Regions from separate parts of the Zea mays genome. Here regions 2 and 3 are each linked to region 1. The links are chromatin contacts, called in public Hi-C maps. All regions are on one chromosome and are shown on one strand. The core of a region is the stretch at or near the end of the contact, and the rest is flanking DNA. Distances in the headings are between cores, read along the strand shown.

Evidence for each region. A called contact is a pair of places that touch in the nucleus more often than the background predicts.
Region 2: a Hi-C map of leaf shows a contact between it and region 1, with 4 times the contacts expected there. The contact joins the promoter of LOC100192862 here to the enhancer-like site in region 1. A contact is called at or near these places in 3 of 25 Hi-C or Micro-C datasets (bundle sheath, leaf and tassel).
Region 3: a contact with region 1 is called in a Hi-C map of bundle sheath, with 2.8 times the contacts expected there. The contact joins the promoter of LOC100192920 here to the enhancer-like site in region 1. A contact is called at or near these places in 2 of 25 Hi-C or Micro-C datasets (bundle sheath and ear).

Annotation. Positions count from the first base shown.
Region 1 is chr10:115,409,986-115,413,329 of Zm-B73-REFERENCE-NAM-5.0, forward strand. No RefSeq gene overlaps it. Among protein-coding and RNA genes, the nearest start is that of LOC100126917, 27 kb to the right of the region's middle. Within about 2 kb of position 1,631, at least 18 of the 20 cell types and tissues checked have an H3K27ac peak or open chromatin away from gene starts, as enhancers often do. A contact at or near this core is called in bundle sheath, ear, leaf and 1 more, where this site is marked.
Region 2 is chr10:115,131,292-115,134,632 of Zm-B73-REFERENCE-NAM-5.0, forward strand. LOC100192862 (Cysteine proteinases superfamily protein) reads right to left here and starts at 1,974. Exons shown (of 10, transcript NM_001138051.1): 1 at 1,716-1,974; 2 at 273-447; 3 at 16-89. The coding sequence starts at 440.
Region 3 is chr10:114,997,696-115,000,878 of Zm-B73-REFERENCE-NAM-5.0, forward strand. LOC100192920 reads right to left here and starts at 1,862. Exons shown (of 9, transcript NM_001358495.1): 1 at 1,343-1,862; 2 at 954-1,134; 3 at 609-848; 4 at 392-536; 5 at 179-313; 6 at 36-102. The coding sequence starts at 1,859.

The DNA.
Region 1 (3,344 bases), core at 381-2,880:
CCACCAAAAACAAGCCAAACTCCTCTCAAATAAACGGGGAGATGCAACTCCCCCGATATGTCGCGGCGGTTCTACGTAGCTGGGAGCAGGTTAAGGATGAAGGGATGGAGGAGTATACGGTTGGAGAAGAGAGACTGATAGAGGAGTAAAAGGAAAAAAATAAAGTATTAATATCTGACAAGTGGGTTCTAGGTTTTAGGGAGGTTTATTGGTGATCTGTTGGAGTATTTCACTCAATATTCTGAAAAAACATTATTAGTGATCACTAATACTATCCTATTAGGGATGAATTATTGGTAAACTACTGGAGATGCTCTGAATAGGGCCTCGGCACCGGTAGTGAGTGTTCGGTTCTGCTACCATGCAAAAATATGGTAGCCCCTCTAAGCGTGTCAAAATTTGTAACCAAAACACAGACAATTAAGGGCATGTTTAGAACCACTTAATTTTTTAAAAAAACTGGTTTATCGAAACTAAAGTGGTTTAGAAAATAAACCAGTTTATGTTCCAAGTCATAGAAACTGGACTCCAATTTCTTAAAAACCAAAAAGCTACTTTCTTCTAACTAAAACTATATTCTTTTTGTTTAATTATATTATGCCCATGTTGATTTCATAGGATTTACATCTATTGCCAACGCTTTTTAAAATAGAGAAAGAGTATGCTAGTAATTGTATATAAAAAGAACTAGGAACTTGGTTTCTTATAAACTGAGTTCCAAACAACTCCCCATCCAACTTTTTCCATAAACCAGTTTCTAAAAACTAAGAATAGAAATTATTTTTTTAAAAAAAACGGCATGCTTCGCCCTGAGCCTGGATGCAACCTCATCTATTTCGCTTGTAGAATTTGAGCCTGCACAAGAGCTTAGAAAAATTATGATGGATACGATTAGTCCGTAGGTTGGATTGTTCATGTAGGATCTAATTTGTTAACCATGTATATATATATTCCTCCATATAGATAGAGGTCGTTAAACCGTATCACCAAGACGACTACATTGGTTTCTGCGTTGGCAACCATAGCAAAAAAAAAAGGTCAAGTTAATAAATTTGCTATGTGATCCAAATAAAATTTGGATTAAACCTCTGCTGTGCCTGTAGGCTGTAGCCGACCTTAGTAGTCCATTAAAGATACAGTGGTCGTGGAGGAGGATCGCCGGCCCGTGTGGGACTGTAAAAACCCACAAAAAATAACTTGGGTGCTGTAAAAACACCAACTGAAACAAAATAGAATATTTACGGATGAACAACTCACGCATGTCACGTCGAGGGACGGAGGGAGACCCCCTTGTTGTCATGTGCATATAAGGCTATCCGCAACCGTTACCCCTAAATTTTTCCCCCTATATCACTTTTCCCCCCTATTTTTCCCCCTATTTTCCATCTCCCGCAGCGGTTCCCCCTAAATACTCCCCCTATACCCCACTACCACTATAAAATATCATTTTCTATACCAACTATTAATTTTTTATCTACTAACAATTACTCGTGGACCCATAGCACAGTGTTTAGGGTGATGAACAGTGACACGCTAGATTGAGGAGAGGAGAGAGGAGGACGGTGGGCTAGGAGGCGGTGCAGGGGCACCGCTGCGCGCGTGGAGCGCCCCCTGCACGCGTCATGCAAGGGGAGGGGGCTGCGTAGGGGCAGCCTTTGCGGTCAGCCTAAGCAGCCGCACCGCACGGGGAGGACAAGGAAAATGGGACCCACGGCCACGACGGACGGCGACACGATGCGCTCGTTTTGTCGCCCGGCCGGTGCCCATCACGCTTTTTGTGCGCTCTTTCTGAGGCCAGAGCCTACGACGCCTTTGTTGGCACACTTGGCAGCATCCGTCTTTTGAGAGGACCACCACACCGCCCAAGGCCATCCAATTCCGAGGCACCATCTATCACCTCACCTCACATCAGACGTGCAAACGTGATGTGGGGGCGGCGACGTCGAGCAGCTGTCGTGGCGTCTCAGGCTCTCACCTCCTCATCCATCACGTTACTGTGTGGCTGGCAGCTCCACCAGCGACCAGCGAGTGCCCTCGCGACTGCTCATCGATGCGTTCATGAGCTCATCGCCTTGTAGGATTCAAAAGGAGAACAGTACAAGGAGCGGCGCGTTCTTGGCAGCCGCGGCCGCGCAGACGAGGCACGCGTCCCGTGCGGCACAGGCACAGGCACATCGTCGGAGAAACATTGGTCACGAGAGACACAATTATGATGACTATCTATATGGCGATACTTCTTGTTAGGCAGCGGAATTGTAAGCCACGCCATGGCCACCGTTGTATAGGCCACCTCAGCTCCCAAAGTTTGATAGCTTTTGTCAGATCCGAAGAAATTATTAACATATGAAGCTACCATATCATCATATGGTGGCAATTTAGCGGTGATGGCAAAATCATATGTTACAGCAACCAGAAAACGTGACCGAAATTTGATACTCTTCTCTTCAGACGGACAACGTCTCATCTTGGCGAAAAGCCTAATATCGGATACCTAGAAACCGAGTGCCCAAGGAAGGTCCAAAATGCCTCCCAATGATGGCCCATGACTCATCCTAGCTGTCACTGTCTTTCGTTCACCTGTGTATGAACACGGTGGAGACACACGACCGTTGTTGTTGCGGTGTTGATCATCAACAAACGTGAGGAGCACGGATAAAAATGTGATCCTTGCGTCTATATATGAGCATGCAGCCCGAGGCCCGGTTGTTTGGCCTCGCCAAGCATGGCACGGCCCGGCTGGAATCGTGCCCGGCCCGGCCCGGCCCAATAAACCAGGTCGTGACTGGGTTGCCGACATCGCCCGTCGGACGACACGGCCCGACCCGCCAAAAAACGGTAGGCACGGGATCGCCCCGGTGTCGGGGAGCGGAGCATAAGTCCAGGCGCCCGCCCTCCCGCCCTCCCCACTCCGGCTCTTCCTCTCCAGCTCTCCGCTCTGGCGCTCTCCCCACTCGATTAGCTCCACCCACTGCTTCGTCACCGCCTCGCCGTCGCCACTGACGGATCGTTGTCACCGGCGACATCGGCGGTTCTCCTACTCTCCAGCTCTCCCTAGGTGCCTCCCCAATCCAAATATCCCTAACCCTAATCTACTCTTCTCCGGTTCTCCCTCCCGCGTCGTCGTGCACTTGACCGGTTGACCCTCGTCTCTGGCTCCGGGCTGCGGCTTGGCAGATACGTCCCTCTCCGGCTCTCCCTCCCCAGTCGGCAATCCCAATCCCAATCCCTAACCCTAACTCTAATATCCTCTTCTCTGGCTCTCCCTCCTGCGTCGTCGTGCACTTGACCCTCGTCTCCAACTCCAGGCTCCGGCTTGGCAGGTATATCCCTCTCCGGCTCTCCCT
Region 2 (3,341 bases), core at 724-3,223, 280 kb before region 1:
TTCATGAAAAGTTACCTATCAAGGAGGCGATAATGGTCCATAGTGGCATCACTATATGTTGGGAAGTATGTGTTAATACGGGGAACATGCTACACATATACAGATAAAAATGAATATCAGATAAGAAGCCAGTGATATTAACTTCCATTAATCAGTTTATCTGTACCAGAAAGGAAGACAGTGTGTGCCCAAAACACATAGCCTTCTGTGCGGGGAAGAAAAGGAAAAGCCAGAGGAAAATACAAGTAACTAAAATTCATGAGACATCTTACAGGAATTGATGTTAAATTAGTAAGACGCTTGGCCATAGCACCATCTAACTTGGCATATTCTTCGGAGAGAACCATTGCAATCATCCTATCATCATGAGTTTCACTCCTTTGGCTGCTCATTGAGGTTGAGCTAGATGAGGCACCTTCCCTTGGAAACATATGTGTCATCTCCAACCTAGTGGTTGTCAGGATAAAGAATTTTATAATAATTTTGATACGCTAAATATATTAAAAAAACATATCTAAAAGGAAATAAACACTGGAAATGCAATTTATATGTTGTACAACTACTGGCATGAAGGAAGGAAACAGAAACTACAGCGTAGGTTGAAAATTATATAACTTTAATGGAGACACACACACAAAGGAAAAGACAAAGAAAAGCATATGCAGAGAAAATGGGAGAGGCCTAGCTGAACAAATTTTACTGTAAAATGTTTATTATTATGTACATGATGAAATTGTGTCTTTGCTTGTTGGTAGAGGAGCAACGATTTGCATAACTTGTTTACATTGACACTTATCTACAGTACTATCATGTTAGTGATGTCTGTGTTGACATCTCAAATATCTTTTTCCTCAAACACAGTTTGCGTCCATCGCCAAGTCTTTCAGCATGCATTTAACATATGGTATAATCAATTATCCACGTGGACTTACAGTGATGTTCCATGTATGTAATACTTAATTCTACATGCATGGGATGACAATGACCTCTCAAATGTATAACTATATATGTACAGTAGAGGCACTGATTTGTGCTTAGAGCACAAGGAGTCATGAGAATACAGCATAAAACTTGATGGCTACCTCTCATGGATAATGAAATTTGGCTTAAAATGGATGAGGGTCTCTGCTAGCTAGGTTATGGAAAGAGCATAAAGCATAGTGCCGTTCTGGAGGCAAAATTGCATTCTGAGGCTACAAATTGGAGCAGCAATTTGTTTCTCCTTGACAAACCAACCAAGATAAGGTTATTAGGAGTAGAAGACGTTAGGGACTTATAGTGAATCGTATGTCCATCATCTGCACACTTTTTTTTCACGGAATCTCGAACACCTGTACTCTGGGGCAAGGTCCCAATGGATTTCGCTTTCCAGTATCATCATGACTCTCGCTGAACAAAAAGTTATATACTTCGTCGCTGTCTCGCTGATTATCCTAGGTATCCACCAAACAGCAAACGAATTCAGAACGCCTAATTAGCTCAATACTCTAGGCTGGCATTCCTGGTTCCTGAATTGGACCATTTTGCAAGCAGGTAGCAAACGATAACTTGCCACTGCACAATGTATCAAAACAAAGCCAACTCGCAGAACTCTAATTGGAATCAATTTCGACTGAAATTCAACACCGTCGCACATAGAAACGCCCAAATTCTCTACAAATGGAGCCCATTAACGATTGCAAATTAAAAAAAAACAAGGAGGAGAATCATATTACCACTGGCAGCAGCGGAGGAAGGGGAACGCCGGCGAGCTGGGCAGGAAACAGGGGACCGCTAGCCACGGATTGGGAGGACGCGCAAAGCAAAACCTTCTGCTTTGCGGGGATGGCCAGCGAAACGGGGACGGGACGCTTTCACGCGCCGCGGCTTGATTGCTTCCGCACGATCGGTTGGGTTGCGGCTATTTTCTTGCGCTGGGCAGGCTGCCGCGGTTTCTTCCGCGTACGGCCTTGCCTACTGCCCAACTACCAGCAGCAGAGCGCCGTGACTCGTTCCCCACGCGGCGCCTCCCGGATCCGGGGGCGACCTGGTTTGACCATTGACAGTTGGGACATGCCCTGAAACAATCCAGAGCGGCGGGTACCTTGAATTGACCATGTCTATTTTTTAGGGAAAACCCCAAATTAATACCTACAATTCTCGCTTACGTTCGTATGGTTCGATTTACTTTCTCGGTTCTAAAATACCGGTCTTTTTAGCTCTTGATTTTTATATCTATATTTAGATAGACGATGATAAATTTAGATATATATAAAACACATACATCAAATATTGTTTGAATCCATAATCCCTAAAATAATTTTTAATTTAAGACAAAGAAAGTATTAGTTTAGTCGGTCCAACGTACCTCTTAATAAAATTGTATTCTCATTTCTCTATATAGTATAAGTTGAATTTTAATTTCAAAACTTATGAGATCAAGTGGACACCATATATTGTTTAGAAGAATAATATATGAATTTTATATGTTTATGTTTAATACAATTTTATATTTTTATTGTTAAGTTATTATTATGCCGCTGATAGTGGGCACCATATATTGTTTTAAAAATATTATTATGAATTTATATGTTTGTGCTTAATACACTTTGTCTTTCTAATGTTAATTTATTATTATATGTCCTAGCTTATCAAAATAATGATATAAATTTGTGACATATATTTTACACATAAATTATGGTGCCAGCTATCCTCACATAAAATTTGAAATTAAAACCACCTTAATACAGAGAAACAAAAAAGATAAATCTTACTAAAGGGTAAATTAGACCGACTGAAATACTTTAGGAGAGTAAACCGAACCAAATGATAGTTTTAACTTTTTAGGGTTATCTAGATAAAGGTCATTGTCGGAGAGATCTCCGGCCGGGCGGCGGAATGCACCCGCCATAAATCCTAAGATGAGGAAGCGGCTAAGCGTTTTGCCTGATAGTTGGAAAATGGGGAGAACACAAGAACATACAAGGATTTAGAGTGGTTCGGGCCGCCGGAGCGTAACACCCTACTCCACTGTGTGATGTATTGAGCTCGAGAGCTTGTATGAACTTATGAGCCTGAGCTAGGTCTAAGTGTGCTTGAGTCAGCCTCGTTGCGTGCCTCCCCTTTTATAGCTAAAGGGGGGCACGTACAAGGGTGCTGAGCCCCGACATGCGGGTCTAGGGGCAAAACGGAGGGAATAATATAGAAGTATCTAATGCCAGTTGAAAGGGAATTAGGCTTACACCTATTTCCTAATTGATTTTGGTGGTTGAATTGCCCAACACAAATAATTGGACTAACTAGTTTGCTCTAGTATATAAGTTTTACAGGTGCCAAAGGTTCACCATAAGCCAATAAAAAGA
Region 3 (3,183 bases), core at 612-3,111, 410 kb before region 1:
TAAGTACAAAAATTTATCTCCCAAACTTCGTTCACCTGTAGGCCGAAAAGCCAGCACAGCTAGGAATCTTCCATTAAGAGTCTCCAAGTACTTCTTCAAGTTCTGGCAAATATTACATTGTAGTTAGAGAGCTTCACTTGCTGAATTAGTATAATTCATTTGAGATTCATTTCCAAACCTCATGATTTATAGATCCAAGGGGCAGAACATGAAGTGATGAACTTTGATTGCATGAACATAGCCTTTTGGACAAATCTGGCCAGCCAAATGAGTAGAGAATCCGCCTTCTCGATGCATCAGTGTATATATGGGCCTTTCATGAATATATTAAACAGAGAATAAGAATGTCTGCATGTTGCAAAATCAATAGTGAAGCTCAAATGTAAAGTACCTCTAAAGCTTGGGAAATTGCTAGATACACATTCTCTTTCCCAATGCTATATGCCCCAACAACAATGAGGGTTTTTGGTTGTTTCTTTAGATATCTTCGAGTGGTTCTCACAACAAAATCAATAACATCCTCCTGGGGTGGGAACCTATAGTTTGCCATGCTCAGCAAAGTACAGATGAAAGAGAAAATTCCTAAAACTTGAGGGTCGTATACCTACTTGTACTTGGGATTGCAATATGTTGTGTCCAGGTAAACCAAATTTACTCGGCCTCTCTGGAGAAGTGGATGCGATTGCATAGTTTTTGATGCTCTAAAATCCCCAGTGTGGAGACAGGTCTTTCCATCACTTAGTCGGAAGTGGATTAGAGCTGCACCAGGGCAATGGTTGGCCTCCAGCAAGGTAACTGTCACTCCCTCTATGACATACTCGGTATCAAGCTCCAAAGGACAGATATAGCTGCATTCATTGATTTGAATACATGTTGCTGGTGCACGAGAAATCACCATGAAAGAATTCACAGGGGGGTGGGGGGGTGGGGGGGGAGAGAGAAGGGAGCCTTACTCGGAATTTACTGACAAGCACATCTTCACTAGGCGTGCAGTGAGTGCAGAACAATAGATGGGGCCATGGCACCATTTCTTGGTTAATCCACCGTAATGGTCATGATGAAAGTGGCTAAGGAAATAGGCCGAGCACCCCTCAACTTGTCCATACCGAAATGCATCCACCGTGAATGGTGTGCCTAGGTTTGCAGGTGCATGACAGCATGAGCGAAATTGGCAAATTAGAAAATTGATGGCAACAGCAATTCAACGTATAACAAACTCATTCCTCAGTGGCTCAGTAGGCAGTAGCTCCACCAGCCATATATCTAAGAGGGTCTAGTGCATTCAAAGACCCCCTAAATTATTATAACAAACTATCAAAGCATGAAACGCAGTAGCCTTTACCAGGAATCTTCTTGTAGAAGGGGCACGCGAGGGGCTTCTTGGCCGCCACCCGCTCCTCCTCGGTGCTTCCTCGCCTCCGCTTCCTTGCCAACAAAGAACCGGAAAGGGAGGAGGAGGGGGAGGAATCTCCAGCCCCGAGACCCTCCCTCTGCGGTCTCTCGATCCCCCATGCCTGGAAGAGGCTCCTCTGCACAAGCGATGAATCCCCAGCCCCACGCCCGTCCCGCCGCGGCTTCTCGATCCCCCACGCCTGGAAGAGGCTGCTCTGCACGGCCGAGCCGCCTCCTCTCTCCTTCACACCGGGTGCCCTTCTGGGCGGCCCCAGCGGCGGAGGGGCGCGTAAGGAGGACCAGTCGGTGCCGCTGCGGTAGAAGTCCTCCGCGAAGCCGCTGCTACAGGCAGCGGGGGAGGAGGGTAGAGCCGGGAATCCGTTGTCGTCGAGGTCCGCGGGAGAGGGCAGGGGGCAGTCGACGGTGGCCATGGGAGGTGGGTTCGAAGGGAACGTATCAGTGTGCATTTGTTGGTCTTGCTAACCGGATGGCCAGATGGGCCGTATCCAGTAGAAACAATCTATTTAATAATGACCGGCGTATTTAATAATGACCGGCGTGACATGACGTAAAACAGGCTCGTGTCGATTTCACATAAGGGCATGTACATTGGTGTTTAATGTGGAGGCTCTTAAGATGTTTTAATATGTATTTATAAAAAAAATCTTAGAGTCGTCTTTCCGTGAAGAGATGATCTGGCTCGTAAACCAAATAGTAACAGACGCCTCACTCCTCACTGTACGAATATGTCGTATGTTCTATCGATCTGATGTTGTATAAATGCATTTAATTCTGTATTTATTAACAGACTATATTTATAGACACTACATTATACAATAGAGTCTCTTAGTTGCCTCTTTTACTTGGAGAATCGTTTTAATGTCTTTCCACTATACATGCCCTAAGAACCATATCATATTTAGACCTTTTCCTCGGTTCACATTGTAGGTCTGATTTCTACACGATTATATTTTTATTTTTAAATCATTGATATACACACACAATACCAATCCTCCATATACCACAAATAAACTTGGGTTGCACCGGTCAGAAGAGTGCAGCTCTGCTTCTTTCTCAAGCTGACCATGGTTTAAGTCCTCTTCACTCCTTTTTTTGGTTATTTTCGCAATTTATTCACATTCTGTTATAATGGGCCGACATGCTAAATGTTAACTCGTCATGGTTAACAGTTTGCAGTGTCGTGCCTGGACCGCAACTACGGCACTAATATCGACCCAGTACGACTCGATTAGCTAGTCGGGCCTAACGGGTCGTGTTGATCCGGACCGGGCCGCCCGTTTGGCCACCACTAGCTTTTACTTTAGAAAGGTCAAAAGGTTGGTCAAATAAGCGCAAACTCAAAGATGTTTTTAATTAAAAGTAGCTATAAATATCTAGAGTTGATTTTCCTTCTATTGACTCGGGTGACTTAGAAAATTACTCACATATATGTCCAACAACTATATAGGAGGGTGGTAGCGTATGTGACATAGGTGTCTTGTATGGCAGAAAAAGTGTATTTTCTAATTGTATTAAGGAAGTGGGACCTTGTTTATTAGGGTGGTAAAAGAGATACATATAAACCACTGAACTGCTACCAAAAGATCTGACTCTTTTTAGATATGAAGTAGTGAGCGGGGAACCTTTCTGAAAGTCGCCTAGAGGGGGTGAATAGGGTGAAACTGAAATTTACAAAATTAATCACAACTACAAGCCGGATTAGCGTTAGAAATATAATCGAGTCCGCGAGAGAGGGTGCAAAACAAATCTCAAGCGAATAAAGAGTGTGAC